4 separate regions of the Mus musculus genome follow, and all the other regions are linked to region 1. The links are chromatin contacts, called in public ChIA-PET and HiChIP or PLAC-seq maps. All regions are on one chromosome and are shown on one strand. Each heading gives the region's core, a stretch centred on a gene start, on an enhancer-like site or on the middle of the called end of the contact. The rest is flanking DNA. Distances are from core to core; before and after follow the strand shown.

The links. ChIA-PET counts read pairs in DNA pulled down with a chosen protein or histone mark. HiChIP or PLAC-seq counts read pairs in DNA pulled down with a chosen protein or histone mark.
Region 2: an RNA polymerase II ChIA-PET map of memory CD8 T cells shows a contact between it and region 1, with 128 read pairs. The contact joins the enhancer-like site here to the promoter of Dnajc25 in region 1. A contact is called at or near these places in 2 of 39 promoter capture datasets (liver and pre-B cells) and 4 of 115 datasets of contacts at active chromatin or transcription factors (effector CD8 T cells, memory CD8 T cells, microglia and 1 more).
Region 3: an RNA polymerase II ChIA-PET map of memory CD8 T cells shows a contact between it and region 1, with 16 read pairs. The contact joins the enhancer-like site here to the promoter of Dnajc25 in region 1. A contact is called at or near these places in 2 of 484 Hi-C or Micro-C datasets (erythroid progenitors and uterus), 3 of 115 datasets of contacts at active chromatin or transcription factors (embryonic stem cells, heart atrium and memory CD8 T cells) and 1 of 9 other capture datasets (liver).
Region 4: a contact with region 1 is called in an HNF4G HiChIP or PLAC-seq map of pancreatic cancer cells. The contact joins the enhancer-like site here to the promoter of Dnajc25 in region 1. A contact is called at or near these places in 7 of 39 promoter capture datasets (the 3T3-L1 cell line, 3T3-L1-derived adipocytes, the C10 cell line and 3 more), 2 of 15 datasets of contacts at CTCF or cohesin (large pre-B cells and pro-B cells), 3 of 484 Hi-C or Micro-C datasets (cortical neurons and liver), 3 of 115 datasets of contacts at active chromatin or transcription factors (bone marrow-derived macrophages, large pre-B cells and pancreatic cancer cells) and 2 of 9 other capture datasets (adipose tissue and liver).

The regions. Positions count from the first base shown.
Region 1 is chr4:59,001,087-59,004,994 of GRCm38.p6, reverse strand. It overlaps Dnajc25 (DnaJ heat shock protein family (Hsp40) member C25), which reads right to left and starts at 1,802. Exons shown (of 4, transcript NM_001033165.3): 1 at 1,438-1,802. The coding sequence starts at 1,764.
Region 2 is chr4:59,229,613-59,233,520 of GRCm38.p6, reverse strand. No RefSeq gene overlaps it. Among named protein-coding and RNA genes, the nearest start is that of Gm12596, 28 kb to the left of the region's middle. Within about 2 kb of position 2,085, at least 24 of the 459 cell types and tissues checked have an H3K27ac peak or open chromatin away from gene starts, as enhancers often do. A contact at or near this core is called in effector CD8 T cells and memory CD8 T cells, where this site is marked.
Region 3 is chr4:59,165,857-59,169,764 of GRCm38.p6, reverse strand. No RefSeq gene overlaps it. Among named protein-coding and RNA genes, the nearest start is that of Ugcg, 22 kb to the left of the region's middle. Within about 2 kb of position 2,149, at least 20 of the 459 cell types and tissues checked have an H3K27ac peak or open chromatin away from gene starts, as enhancers often do. A contact at or near this core is called in memory CD8 T cells, where this site is marked.
Region 4 is chr4:58,865,359-58,869,266 of GRCm38.p6, reverse strand. All of the region lies in intron 7 of Ecpas (Ecm29 proteasome adaptor and scaffold), which reads left to right. Among named protein-coding and RNA genes, the nearest start is that of Ecpas, 45 kb to the left of the region's middle. Within about 2 kb of position 1,821, at least 40 of the 459 cell types and tissues checked have an H3K27ac peak or open chromatin away from gene starts, as enhancers often do. A contact at or near this core is called in pancreatic cancer cells, where this site is marked.

The DNA of each region.
Region 1 (3,908 bases), core at 553-3,052:
GAGAATGTCATCTGCTGGCACTACACTTTAGTCCTGGCACTTGTTCTCAAAGTTCTTATGAACACCTTTACCATTCCCCCGCCAAACCTACCCACCCATCTCTTGCCCCACAAAACCTAGGCGAAGGCGACAGTTGCCAGCACTTCTGCTCCTATCTGTCCTGGCTCTCTCAGCAGAGCCCCCAGTGCACCTCGAGGCCCTTGGAAGGTCGGGCAGCATAGAACCACACGTTCCTCAGCAAACAGTTTGGGGTTCATGTGCTGAGTGGTTCCAGGGGGAGCAAGTTCTTTCTGGTTTTTTTGAAGCCTGTTCTCTCAATCACTCATTCCTCTAATAATGGGGACTAAGCCTTCAAATTTCTTTCTAACTGCTCGCCCATACCTCAACTGAGTGCCAACAAAAACTGTACTCTCACTAGCTGGTGAGAATTTAGTCAGTGAAGTACAGTCTTAATAGCTCCAAACATCAAACTGCTCTAAGCCTGAAAGAAAGGGAATTTGACTCCGAATTGCCAACTCTGTAAAGCTAATCTGGAGGACTAATCCACCATTAATGGTAATACAGCTATCCAAAGTAGTCATTACAAGAAGGCTGGAAAACAAAACAACAACAACAACAAAAACCTAGGAAAGAGACACAGCTATGATGGAAACACGGCTATGACTGACGCTGCAGTCTTCCGATGGGGCTCTTGAAACAGAAATACCTCCCTCAAGCATGACATAACAGGTGATTTTTTTTTTTACATATACTGCAGTAATCAAAGAAAAGGGGGTCAAGCTAAATCCTCCTACATGCACAGCAGGCAATAAAGCCTTTGTCAGATCACTACACACGTCCAAAAATTATTTTCCTACTAGGAATTCTCAATCTTCTGCCCCAAGTCAGAAACAACTATCCAAGGTCACTCAGGAGTTGTCAGAGCCAAAAGTCACAGTCCAGTTTTCGGACTGATAGTTCGCTGTTTGTGTGTGTGTGTGTGTGTGTGTGTGTGCGCGCGCTTCTAGATAAATGTCATTATTGACATTATCCCAGAGGCCAAACTTCTGTCCTATCAAATTGGCATGATCAGTTGTTAATACTCAGTATTTCAGACTTTTCTGTTCTATGTCCTATCTCAGATCCTAGCACTGACAATCACCCTGCTTTCCGAGCATGCACCTCAAGTAACCAGAATGCTTTTTACACCAAAAATAAAATAAGTGCAAAGCTTTGCATAACAACTGTCCAAAAACAGAACTGGCTGTCCTCCAAAACTGTCCTCGAGGAGGTGGCCATGCTGGCTAGCGGGCCAAGGTGGCTCATTCCACGGCCACGTGGGAAACGTGGACCTCCTAAAAGTCCAGGCGGCAGCAGTGTGCTGGGGTCGTAGAGGACCTGATCACCCGGCTAGGAGACCCAAATCCCCAGCCACCCATCAGCGCCCGCGAGCCTCACCTTGAGCGTCTCGTAGGCGGTCGCCACTAGCAGGAAAGCCTCGGCGCTCGGCGGCGCGCCCCCGGGGCCGTCCCCGGGCTCGGGCCGGTAGCGATCTGGGTGGTAGCGCCGGGCCAGCTGACGGTAGGCCCGCGCGATCTCCGCCTTGCTGGCCGAGCGGCTCACGCCCAGCACCTCGTAGCAGTCGCGCGTGCCGCAGTACAGCCCTTCCACCAGGGCCTCGGCGGGCCGCGCCAGCAGCGGGACCAGCAGCAGCGGCGCCAGCAGCAGCCATGGGCGCTGGCCGGCAGCCCCGGGTCCCCCGCGCAAAGCGAGCCGCGCCGCCATCCCCGCCTCGCTCGCCGCTCTGCCAGCACAGCGGCCGCGGCTGCTCTCCTCGGCGCCGGGCTCGGCCCCGCAGCCCGGTCCACGTCAGCAGGCCGCGCCTGTGCGCAGGCGCAGGGGGCGTGGCGCCGCAGCCACTTCCGTCCCCGCGCGTTGCTAGGAGAGAAGGACGCCTTAGCCTCGGGCGGCTTCTGTGTGTTGTGGAGCCTGGTAGTCTTAGTAGCTCAGCGGTCTTTTCTGAGGCAGGGGTAGGTGTCTGTCTGTCTGAAGCGCTCCTAGCCGCCTAGTGCGGCACAGTCCACACGCAGGACTAGCCACACGCCACCTTCTCGACCTCGCTACTTCATCCGCTGCCGTAGGAACTCTGGGCACTGGCATCCTGTCTCCAGGCCTGGACATTGCCCCCCCTCTAACCCAAACTGAAGATGAACTTAGACAATTGCACTGTCTCTCTCCCAGGAGCCCTGAAAGACCGTGGCCTTTTTGTTCTCTGTTTCTCTGCTTATTTATATTTTAGAGCAAACAATTATTTGCCCGGAGGATGTAAAACGTTTAGTAGTACCCCCATACGGTCCACAAAAGTGCCTGTAACACCATTATCCCTAATTGTGACAATCAAAATACAGCTTAAGATCTTGCAAATGCCTCCAGGGAAATCAGGAGGTGGAGTGGGGAGAGGACGTGCTCCATTAAGTTTAAATTTCAGATAAACCACAGTTTTTAAATGTGTAATTTATTTGTTGCTGTGACCAAATACCTGCAAGCAGCAACATCAAAGATGAAGGATTTATTTGGGTTTAGGGTTCTAGGGAATACGGCCCCCACAGTCCAGAAGGCCTGGCAACAAAGTTGCTAGTTACACATTATCTGAAATTAGAATAAAGGAATGAAAAGGGTGCCAAATTTATTTTCTCCTTTTTATTTGATCCAATGCCTCACTATGTATGATGGTGATGTGTCCATGTTGTTCTTACCTCAGTTACACCCTTCTGGAAAACAGCCTCACACACACTCAGAGATGTGTTTCCATGGTGATTCTAAATCCAGTCGGGTTGATAATGAATGACCAGTATATCCCACATGACTGACTTTATAGTTTCCCAGGTCTATGATGGCAACTGGCTAACAACTAATAGATAGGGATCTATCCATTGGGATTGGTCTGTACACCAAGTGAAGATTTGATAGACAATGTTAGATATTCAGGAAGAATACAATTAAATTTTTCTAGTATCAACATGGACTTTAGCCTCTATAAACCTCAATTATTTCATTTCAAATAAATTCAAAGTGAGCCAAAATACCAATACCTCTTTCAAGACGGGGAGTTTCTATTAATAGTCACATTTGCAGGTTTGACGAGTACTCACACTGTGGTGGTTTGAATAAGAATGGTTGCCACAGGCTCCGATACTTGAATGCTTAGTAGCCAGGGAGTGAGGGGATTCTTGGTAAGACTTGAGAGAGATGGTCTTGTTGGAGGTAGGCTTTTGAGTTTTTCAAAAGCCCACATCTGCTCCCCCTCACCCCCACTCTCTCTCTCTCATACACACACACACACACACACACACACACACACACACACATACACACACACACACACACACACACACACGGGGGGGGGAGAGAGAGAGAGAGAGAGAGAGAGAGAGAGAGAGAGAGAACTAAACCTGTGAAACTCTAAGCAAGACTCAATGCCTTCATTTATAAGAGCTGTCTTGGTCATGGTGTCTATTCACAGCAATAGAACAGCGACTAAGACAGCTAATTCGGACCACTGCAGGATGTCTCAGAATTAAAATTTTTCAAAGTGTAACCAGACGGTGATGGCGCACCATACCTTTAATTTCAGCACTCAAGGAGGCAGAGGTAGGCAGATCTCTATGAGTTTGACCATAGAGTGATCTACAGAATGACTTTCAGGACTGCCAGGGCTACACAGAGAAATCCTGTCTCAAAAAAAAAAAAAAAAAAAAAAAAAAAAAAAAAAGTAAAATAAAAAAGTTTCAGGGGCTGGTGAGATGGCTCAGTGGGTAAGAGCACCCGACTGCTCTTCCGAAGGTCTGAAGTTCAAATCCCAGCAACCACATGGTGGCTCACAACCACCCGTAATGAGATCTGATGCCCTCTTCTGGTGCGTCTGAAGA
Region 2 (3,908 bases), core at 836-3,335, 230 kb before region 1:
TCCCTACTGCATCTCAAATTCAGGACCTCTTAATTATTATTTTTTTTTTCTTCTTTTTTTGGTTTTTTGAGACAGGGTTTCTCTGTGTAGCCCTGGCTGTCCTGGAACTCACTCTGTAGACCAGGCTGGCCTCGAACTCAGAAATCTGCCTGCCTCTGCCTCCTGAGTGCTGGGATTAAAGGCGTGTGCCACCACGCCCTGCAGGACCTCTTAATTCTAATGATCAAAAATTCTTATGATTTCACGGGACCTAACAGCTACATTGACAGTTACGAAGTCTGTCTGTGACCTACTGTTGTTTCCCCTTTTTTTGTTTGAAACTGAATTACAAACCATTGTTTTCTTACATTCTTTGTATCACTCACATGGATGAGATTTTTGAGAGTATTTTATTGAGTACTTTTTTGACAAACTCCTCAAATAGACTACATGGGTAGTGTATCTTTGACCCCCAAATGCCTTCCTTTTGCCCATAAATAATGAGATTTGAGCCAGATAAAGATTTTCAGATCATAATTCACCCCTCCCCCAACAACCTATAAAAATGATTTCTTATCTCCCAAGAGCCTCCAGCACTGCTAATAGTCTCTTGTTTGTTTGTTTGTTTGTTTGTTTGTTTTTAGAGACCAGAGCTCTCTACATAGCCAAGGCTGTCTTAGAACTTGCTATGTAGACCAGGCTAGCCTTGAGCTCAGAAAGATCCTCCTGTCTCTGCCTCCCTAATGCTGAGATTAAAGGCATGTGCTACCATGCCCACCCCCTAATAGATTGATGTTCCTACTCACTTTATTAAGTTCTTTTTCTGGTCAATGGTTTAGTTACCATACGAGTCGAGATTTTGCCAAGATTTGTGATAGAAACCTCTAATCCTAGCTATATAGGAAGCTAACTGTAAGTTTAAGGACAGCCTAGGATCAAAATAAACACGTTTTAAAAAGTTCTAAGGATACAGCTCAGTGGTAGAGCACTCGGCTAAAGTGTAGGAGGCCCTAAATTCAATCCCTAGTAATACACACACACACACACACACACACAGGAGACAGAGGGAAGAGACTCATAGGACACTTCTTTGCATTGTGTCTTTACATTAAACCCACCTGGATTTAAACCAATTTTTTTTCTTTCTTTAGTTTTTATATGTATTTGTATATTTGTGTTCTGGAAACATTATTATGAGATTAAGTGTCCATCTGGCCGATACTCTATACATGCGATTCTCTTCATGTTTAGCCTGTTTCTAGATGTAGAGGCCAGAGGTTGACATCTGGCCTTCTCCTCTGTCACTCTCTACCAATTATTATTATTATTGTTGTTGTTATTATTATTATTATTATTATTATTATTATTATTAGTAGTAGTAGTAGTAGTAGTAGTAGTAGTAGCAGCAGCAGCAGCAGCAGCAGCAGCAGTAGCAGTAGCAGTAGTTATTTTGAGGCAGTTCACTGTGTAACTCCTGGCTAGTCTGAATTTCAGACTAAAGCTAGCCTATAGAGCAGGCTGAGCCTTAAACTCACAGAGATCTGTCTGCCTCTGTCTCCTGAGTGCAGGGGTTAAAAGCAAGCACCACCAACACCCAGCACTTCCTGTCACGTATTTTGAGACAACGTCTTGTCCTCATCAATTGGCTAACCTGTCTGGTCAGTAATCCTCATAGGTGTTGGGGTTATAGCTGTGCCACCATTACGTGTGTGTGTGTGTGTGTGTGTGTGTGTGTGTGTGTGTGTGTGTGTATTGTGTGCACACACATACATGAATGTGTGACTGTGTGTGTGCACGTGTGTGAGCTAGGCATCCACCCTCAGGCGGTCAAGCTCATGAGGTGGGCACTTTACCAACTGAGCCATTTCTCAGCTTTATAGCTTCATTTCTCATGATCTATCCACATCTCTTTCAAAGTCCTCACCATGCTCTCCTAACGGGCACCCTCCATTATGTCTGAGGTTTACTCTTGTCACCAGTCATTCTGCCTCAGTGTTAGCCACATCCTCTGGTCAAAAATGTAGTGTCTTTCTTGTAAATTACACATGCCCTTTGTTTGCAGTCTTTCTGCCTGGAGGATCTGTCAAGCCAGCTGTTAGAATTCTTCAGGCAGCCATGGCCCAGCTGCTACAATAATTTGAACCAGCAGTCACTGGGGCTAGAAGCCAGGATTTTTCTTTTGACATTTTTTTAGGGGGTGTGTATTTCTGCTTTCATATAAGAATGCTGACCTTTCCTTCTGTGTCACTGGCATTGATAGAGTTGATTAGATTCTCCCAGAGATGACCACTGTAAGGGAGTAAGGTGTCCAGTCATGACCTCTCATCCCCAAATGCCAAGCAAATTGCTTTCTCTTAGCATTGTTGGTCTCTGCATTTGGAGGCTAAGTTGAAAGAGACATATTGACTTATAGCTACACGTGTAGAACCCCAGTGACTTCATGGGTTGTTATGTTCCCAGAATTCACCAGGGCTGGGCAGGTACAGGCCTGCTGGCCTGAATCAGCAGGACTGTGCAGGGCAGAATGCCTACCCCTCCATTCTGCAGCTTCCGGTCAGTTGTCAAAGACAGAGCAGCCATACTTTTCTCCCTATGTTTTTTTTTTTTTCTTTTTTTGGGGTGGGGGAGGTTTGAGACAGGGTTTCTCTGTGTAGCCCTGGCTGTCCTGGAACTCACTTTGTAGATCAGGCTGGCCTCGAACTCAGAAATCCGCCTGCCTCTGCCTCCCAAGTGCTGAGATTAAAGGCGTGAGCCACCCTGCCCGGCTCTCCCTATGTTTCTATCCTTTTAAGATGATCTATGAAAGCAAGGGGTGGCGGGTTGGGGGTGGAGATCAGCTAAGTTTGAACCAAAGCTCAAAACCACACTTTTCTAAGAAAGTAATATTGGAAAGAAAGTTTTCCATTACCTTCTCAATGTGTTGTTTCTTTCCACCACTGCTTCCGTAGCTGGTAGCAATGGTTGGTCAGTGTGTACCTGCTGGATGGCCTTCGAGGGCCTAGAGCAGGAACCTCTGCAGAAACTTCTTTCTGTTGGACAGTTTCACTTGGAGAATAAAATGAGGTCCTAGGTTCTGAACCACAGCTCTCGTACTCTAAATACGCCTATGTGCATGCTTTCAAAGTCTCTCCCTCCGTTCTTCCCTCCCTCCCTCAACTCCTCCCCACCCACATCCCCACTCCAATCTCTCTCTCCTCTCCCTCCATCTCTGAAAGCATCTAGCAATGTAGCCCATGCTGGCTTTGAACTCACCATCCTCCTGCTGTGCTGTTGGCCTACAAAATGATTGCTGGTACATAGTTAGAAAACGATGGGACCGCAAAGTCAGGGGTTTAGGGGGTGAGTGTCGGGGGCGGGGGTGGAAGGATGGGATGACAGGTCAGGTGGCTAGTTCCAAAAAGAGCTGGATACCTTGTGCTCATTACCATCAATGCCGAGCCAGAGCACATTTGGAAATGGTCCCTGGGTGATACAGAACCAGCTGATCATTAAAATAAGAGCTTGAAACACTCTCACTAGGTGAAATTCCTTAAGTGTTGCCTGTACATCTCATTCCATGCAGTTTTAAGAGAGAGGAGCCTATACCCCAGCCCTTGGGAGGGGAAGTAGAGAGACAGTCAGGAGGTCAAGGCCAGACTCAGCTACAGTGAGAATCCTAGGCAAGTTTGGGCGACAAGAGATACTGTCTCAAAACAAACAATAGCAACAACAACAAACGGGGCATCAGCCTAGGTGTTCTTGAGTCCAGAGATAACCACTGGCCTCACCTGCCACTTTGCTCTTAGAACAAACACAGAGGGCTAGAGTGACGTTAGTGCAGATTAAAACTACTCTATGATTCCAGTTTATTCCAGACATAATGACTATTATTAAGCCTGTAAATGACAGACAGCGAACATTGGCATAAACGTGGTGAAGGAGAACCTTGT
Region 3 (3,908 bases), core at 900-3,399, 160 kb before region 1:
GCTCATTTATCAGCCAGTCTGTCAGTAAGCTCAGCTCTAATGAGAGATCCTGCTTCAAAGGAGGTGGATGGCTTCCCAAGGATGGCACCTAGGTTGTCATCTACCTCCATACATCTGCACACACATGAAACCTATCCCCTACACATTCACACACATACACATAAAAATGAATTTCCTAGAGTATTGATGTTAATGGCCCTAGATATTTCATCCCTTTCCTGTGGAAACAGAACTTTCTGATCTATCAGTCCCAACAGACAGCCTACAGGGTATTTATTCTTTGATTACTCATTCAACAATTCAACAACTACGTATTGAGCGCTGCTGAATTCCATCCGCTGTGGGGGCTACTTTGGATATAATGGGGGAGAAAAAGATACACTCTTTATTGGGAAATAAAGCAACCATGATACCATAGTTGTCAAACCTAGGATTAGAATTATGAGACAGGACTTGAGTAAATGGGAACATGAACTTGGGGAGAGACAGTAGCTGTTCAATAAACTCAGTATCTGCCAGTCATTCTGCTATCTTGTTAGACAAGAAACCAGATAGGCGTGAGAAACAGCAAGAGCGCAGGCTTGGATATTAGGTGAAGCTAAGAGGAGTTTGGTCTCATTCAGAGAAAACAGAAAAGATGCCCAATAAGGTTATAAGGCAGGTATCTCTTGGGTGTTTGGAGGTCCCTATAATGCTGACTTTCCAAGATAAAACACAAGTGTTCAAGAATGAGCCTGAATTTTTAACTAGATAAATAAGTTTTATTATAAATATGCACCACAGAACATTTGTAACATATGTTCTAAAACTGTGAAGGTTTGTATATGCTTGGCCCAGGGAGTGGCACTACTATACGAGGTGTAACCTTTTAAATAAGTTTAGCAAGCTGAGAAAGGAAAAATATAAAATATATGGTTCGAGTATTAAAGGAGCACCAGGAAGTGAAATGGAGCTGGCTCTTGTGTTTAAAGATATTAAGTTGAATTAAGGAGTTGTAGTGACCTTGGGGCAAGATCCCACCCAGCTAAATTTAGTTCCAGGCATGGTAGAACAAGCCTTTAATCCCAGGATGTAAAGACAAGCAGATCTCTGAGTTCAAGGCCAGCAGAGAACAGAGTAAATTCTCCTTAAAGAAAAATTTAAATATAGGCTTGGTGGACCACACCTTTAATCCCAGTGTTTAGTGCAGATCTCTGAGCTCAAATTCAGTTTATGGAACAAGTTCCAGGATAGCCAAGCTTAGGCAGTGAAGGAGTTGGAAAACAGAAAGCTGGTGATAATGTAATAGAACAAGGGGCCCAAGTTCCAGCCTCAGCAGAACTCAGCAGCTTTGGTCATTTGGCTCTGACTTTATAGTCAAGAGGAAAAGGAGACTACTGGGAAAATTGATGCTAGTTAGCTGGAGCTCAGAAATTAGGGGTGATTAAGAAAAGACCAGCATCATGGAGGTAAAATCTTCTGGGAAGTGTTTTCTGAGAGCACAAAGCAGCTAGCTTGTGTTCTAGAGATAGCCAAGGTTGTACCTCATGCTGCAGCAGGACTTGGTAATGTGTGAGAGTCACCCAGGTGGTACTGGCTTTGAAGACATGAAGGGATTATGAAGAGCAGCTGAGGCTCGGCACTGTGAGAGGCCATGGAAGCCTCAGTTGTTGTTGATGGCCCAGGACTGGAGGGGTCATGCAAAGGAACAGAGGCTTGGCACCATGAAGAGAGCCTATGAGAGGCTACTGTTAAGCCTAGCTGCAGCAGAAGACTCCAGTGCATTGTAGATGCCAGTACCATGGGATGATCACCAAGAACAGCAGCAGCAGTGGAGTGGATCAACCTGAGCTTAGAGTACTATAGAAGACAAAGGTAGGGAAGTGATGACAACCCTTTGAAGGAGCCCAGAAGATCATGTGTGGATCCCGGTCATTGAAACAAGAAGCTATAACATTGAAGGTACCTTGGAGACCCCAAGATGTTGGAGATGCCAGAACCATGGGCCATCTGCTGAGAAAAGCTGCTATAAGGGAGTGGAACCAGCCCAGCAGAAAGAAGTTTGTTGCAGTCAACAAAGACGAAAAGGAGTTGGAGATCTGAGGACTACTTTGAGATCAGATGCAGAGTTTGAACTTTGTCTAGCTGGTTTCCTGTCTTGCTTTGGGGATGACAGTTAAGTGCTTAGATGAATCTCAGAAGAGATCTTGAACTTTGGGCTTTTAATATTGTTGAGACTGCAGTAGACTATCGGGACTTTGGAAATTGACTAAATGTATTTTGCATTATGGTATGTTTAGGTATGGCCCCCATAGACTCATGTGTTTGGACAAGCCTATGGGGACCAGGGAGTGGGGCATGATGGTTTGTATATGCTTGGCCCTGGGGTGTGACCTTGTTGGAGTAGGTGTGTCACTGTGGGCATGTGCTTAAGAAGCTTACCCTAGCTTCCAGGAAGTCAGTATTCTGCTAGCAGCCTTCAGATGTAGATGTAGAACTCTTAGCTCCTCCTGCACCATGCCTGCCTGGATGCTGCCATGTGTACTCCTTGATTATAATGGACTGAACCTCTGAACCAGCCCCAATTAAATGTCCTTTATAAGACTTGCATTGGTCATGGTGTCTGTTCACAGCAGTAAAATCCTAACTAAGATAAAAAAAACATTATCTAATCTTTTTTTCATCATGTGAGGGATGGGGTTGCCATTCCACAGGCACATCTCTGACCCATAATTGTTTCTGTCTGAAAGAATTACAAGGGGTTGAAATGGAAAGGAGCCTGAGGAAAAGAAGGTCCAGCAACAGGCCCAAACTGAGAGCCAGCTCAAGGGGAGGTCCCAAGGCCTGACACTATTACTGAGGCTACAGAGTGCTCACAAAACGGGATCTATCATGACTGTCCTCCGAAACACCCAACAAGCAGATGAAAGAGTCAGATAAAAATATTTGCACCCAACCAATGGACAGAAACAGCTGACCCCAGTGGTTGAATTAGGGAAGGCTGAAAGAAGCTGTGAAGAAGGGAGATCCTGTAGGAGGACCAACAGGCTCAATTAATCTGGACCCCCGAGATCTCTCAAACACTGGACCACCAAACAGACAGCATACACCAGCTGATATGAGGCCCCCAACACATATACAGTAGAGGACTGCAGAGTCTGTGTTCATTCAGAGATGATGCACCTAACCCTCAAGAGATTGGAGGCCCCAGGGAGTTTAGAGGTCAGGTTTGGTGGGAGTGTGGGGGTATCCACGTGGAGACAGTGGGGTGGGAAGGAGGTATGGGATGTGGAGCAGTTGGAGGATAGATGGGGGCAGGGAATGGAATATGGAGTAAAAGAAAGAAAGGGAGGAAGGAAGGAAGGAAGAAAGGGAGGGAGGGAGGGAGGAAGGAAGGAAGGAAGGAAGAAAGAAAGAAAGAAAGAAAGAAAGAAAGAAAGGAAGGAAGGAAGGTTGGTTGGTTAGAAAGAAAGTAACCCATTTTATTTATTTATTTATTTATTTATTTATTTATTTATTTATTTATTGGTTTTTCGAGACAGGGTTTCTCTGTATAGCTCTGGCTGTCCTGGAACTCACTCTGTAGACCAGGCTGGCCTCAAACTCAGAAATCCGCTTGCCTCTGCCTCCCGAGTGCTGGGATTAAAGGAGTGAGGCACCACACCCAGCAAGTAAGCCATTTTAAAAAAAGATTTATTTTATTTATATGAGTACACTGTCTTGGTCTTCAGACACACCAGAAGAGGGCATCAGATCCCATTACAGATGGTTGTGAGCCACCATGTGGTTGCTGGGATTGAACTCAGGACCTTTGGGAGAAGCAGTCAGTGCTCTTAACCACTGAGCCATCTCTCCAGCCCACATTATCTATTCTTTTACCCAAATTTATATATGCCCTATTTACCTACATGCAATAAGCTTTCAGGGCA
Region 4 (3,908 bases), core at 572-3,071, 140 kb after region 1:
GTCCAAAAAAAACCTATTTGAAAATGTATTTCAAAGCTAAAATAGGTTAGGAATGCCATTATAATTAATAAAATTTTCCGCTAGGCAAATAAACTGAAAGTTAATGTTGAAAACAATAGACCCAAGAAATAATTAACTTTTGATTTTTCTCTCGTCTCAGACCAGTTAAGATCCCTTTTAATAATGAATGTGTATGTATTGTGGTTGTTATAGTAAAAACCAGGCTTATGGAAGAATTACTGAGTAAAACTTAAATCTACATTGAAAAGAGATACAAATAATAGAGGAATAATCTTTGTATGAAATAAAAATCAATGGAAAATGAGTAGTTTGTACCTATGGTTAAATACAGGTATATTGAAGTGGTAAATCCATTTAAGTTTCTGAGGAAGTACTGTATCTTATATCTTATTTGAGCAGTGAGTCATTAAATAAATAAATATATACACACACATTTATACATACACACACATATACATATACATAGTAAATCTGGGAATTCATGATCTAACCATTCAAAAGAAGAAAATATATTTAGAAATGTTATAACTTTAGTCATTATAGCATGTCTTACAGTTATTGAAAAATAAAAACCTGAATACCTCATGTCACATAACCCAGCACTTGAGAGACAGGAGCAGCAGATCTTAGTAGTTCAGTAGCTCTTGCTACACAGTGAGGTCCTGTATATATATTTAAAATGTAAATCCTGAGGTATTTGTAACTGGCTTCTTTGGGATGGTTTTGTTAGATAGCTTAGACTGCCCCAGGCTTTCTACCCTGTGTCTCTGCCTACTGCGGATTACAGGTGTGTGCTTCCGTGTCCAGAAGGTTGAATGCATGCAGGTTGTTAAAATAACATTTATAAGACAGAAATAGCGAAAATGCCATAAAACTTTATAACTGATATATGCATTTTACTTTGCTTCCTCTAAGAAGAAAGTGCAAGGAGGTATAATAAAATAAGGAAATTAATTTAATGGACCTTAGTTTGCTCTATTGCAGTGTTTGGGTAGATAATGGCAGTGGCTGAGAGTGGCTTCCACTGGGAAGCATATGAGGTGGCTTATAGCAGGGCTTCTTAAACTTTTCTAAGTGATCCTTTTGTTTGAAATCCTTTTTGTTTGAGAATTTCTTTATGTGACTATGGATATATATTTTGTGATTCTTTTTGTTTGAAATTTTTTATGTGACTGTGTATGTATGAAATAGATATGGAGAGCAAACATTTGCTGGTAATAAATCAAACTCATTTAAAACAGTTTTGCTATACATACATCTTTTCCATTTGTTTATGAGGAAATCAATTTTTTATTAATAAGATGGATAGGCTTGTTCAAATTTACACATAGAATTAAATCTTGGCTGGATATTTGATACTCTAAGGCAGAACATCTTTAACGTGCATGCTTTAGGATTTTGGTTTTATAATGGTTACTGCTAAGAACCCTTGCTTTACCTACTCAGCACAAAATGGCTGGAGGAAATTTAAGGCATCTAGAAATTATTGGAAATTCTGTCCTGATCCTATGCCAAAACTCTTGCAATGATTTTGTTTTTTAAAGTTAAACTCAAGTCAGCAACTCAGCAAGTTTTAATTAAATATTCTAACATGATACAATTCAAAGATAGACTCTTTTGATATTTGCATACTACGAATGATGGTAGGAAAAAAAGAGAAGTTTTATTTTATGTGTTTAACTCAGTTTCTATAAGAGGTGGAGTGTACAGTAGGAACAGTGACATTTACAACCTGTGCTGGTCCTTAGTAGGTTTCCGTCATGCTTGTGTAGTGTGGACTGATGCCAGATTCAGTGCACAGTCATCATGTTTGCATTCAGAGCCAAGGCTGTGGGGAAGCTGCCTGACGCACCATAAGTCAGCGCAGCCAGAAGCAAACACGGGATTCATTACAGTTGGTTTTGAGTAAAGTTTTGGTTGTCTCATGTTAGAAACTTTACTTCTCAAAATTTGTTATGACCCCATATTTAGTGATGTGTCGCCCACATAGGAGTCTTGACCCACAGTTTAAGGAGAGGGTAAATCTTAATTTTACTCATGTCTTTTATTGGTTGAATTTGAGAACCTGGCTTAACTTTGCTAGACTAGATTAAGAGAATTGAAGTATATTTTCCCCTAACATTCTTTCAAGTCTCATTTTTTTCTTTTTTCTTTTTTTTCCTTTTCCTTTTCCTTTTCCTTTTCCTTTTCCTTTTCCTTTTCCTTTTCCTTTCTCTTTTTCTTTTTCTTTTTCTTTTTCCCTTTCCCTTTTTCTTTTTCTTTTTCTTTTTCCCTTTCCCTTTCCCTTTCCCTTTCCCTTTCCCTTTCCCTTTCCCTTTCCCTTTCCCTTTCCCTTTCCCTTTCCCTTTCCCTTTCCCTTTCCCTTTCCCTTTCCCTTTCCCTTTCCCTTTCCCTTTCCCTTTCCCTTTCCCTTTCCCTTTCCCTTTCCCTTTCCCTTTCCCTTTCCCTTTCCCTTTCCCTTTCCCTTTCCCTTTCCTTTTCTGAGACAGGGTTTCTCTGTATAGCCCTGGCTGTCCTGGCACTCATGTTATAGACCAGGCTGGCCTCGAATTCAGAAATCCTCCTGCCTCTGCCTCCCGAGTGCTGGGATCAAAGGCGTGCGTTACCATGCCTGGCCTTTTTTTTTTTTTTTTTAAATAGATATTTTCTTTATTTACATTTCAAATGCTATCCTAAAGTTCCCTATACCCTCCCCCTGCCCTGCTCCCCTACCCACCCACTCCCACTTCTTGGCCCTGGTGTTCCCCTGTACTGGGGCATATAAAGTTTGTAAGACTTAAGGGCCTCTCTTCTGACTAGGCCATCTTCTGCTACAAATGCAGCTAGAGATGAACTCTGGGGGGTACTGGTTAGTGCATATTGTTGTTCCACCTATAGGGTTGCAGACACCTTCAGCTCCTTGGGTACTTTCTCGGGCTCCTCCATTGGGGGCCCTGTGTGTTTCATCCAATAGCTGACTGTTAGCATCCACTTCTGTATTTGCCAGGCACTAGTCTAGCCTCACACGAGACAGCTATATCAGGGTCCCTTCAGCAAAATCTTGCTGGCATATGCAATAGTGTCTGGGTTTGGTGGCTGATTATGGGATGGATCCCCATGTAGAGTAGTCTCTCATTTTTTTCTTATTGCTTATAACTTAGAGTATTTCTGGTATCATTTAAAGGAATGAATTTTGGAGTGTTAAAAAAGTTCTTCTTTCAAAATTTTTAAGTTTGAACTGGCCTTATTCTTTATATCATATTGTAGATTTTGTTTTTGGAAGCTTAAATGTGATTCTTAGTGTATTTTAATTAATTTTTCTTTAGGATAAAAAAAAGTATATACCATAAAATTACATTAAGATTATAAAATTCTGTGGGGAGAACACATAGGTTACCATTTTGTGGGAAAAAAAAAAAAAAAAGAAAAGCTCAAAGTACAGGTATCTCTGTATCGTTTCTGTTCTTTTTCTGCCTCCTAGCTGTACTGTCAAGTGATTAGAATCTGGAAAAGGATATCACCACAGTCAGTGGCTGTCATAATGAAAAGACAGTGCCAGGTGACAGGTGGTGGCACAGGCCTTTAATCACAGCACTGGAGAGGCAGAGGCAGGCAGATCTTTGGAAGTTCAAGGCCAGCCTGGTCTAAAAAGTAAGTCCAGGATAGCCAGAGCCACATAGAGAGACCCAGTCTGAAAAAACCAACAAGTAAAATGTTAACAACAACAACAACAACAACAAAACAGTCAGAAAAGTAAACCTTAAAAAAGAATGGTAAAGCAAAATAAGAGGAATAGTGCAATCTTTCCTCAGTGGATGAGAGAGATGGATCAGAGAAGCAGTTAAGCAGCAGGACACTGTTGTTACACAAATGCAGCATCAGTGGAAAGCAGAGCGAGTGAGTGTTAG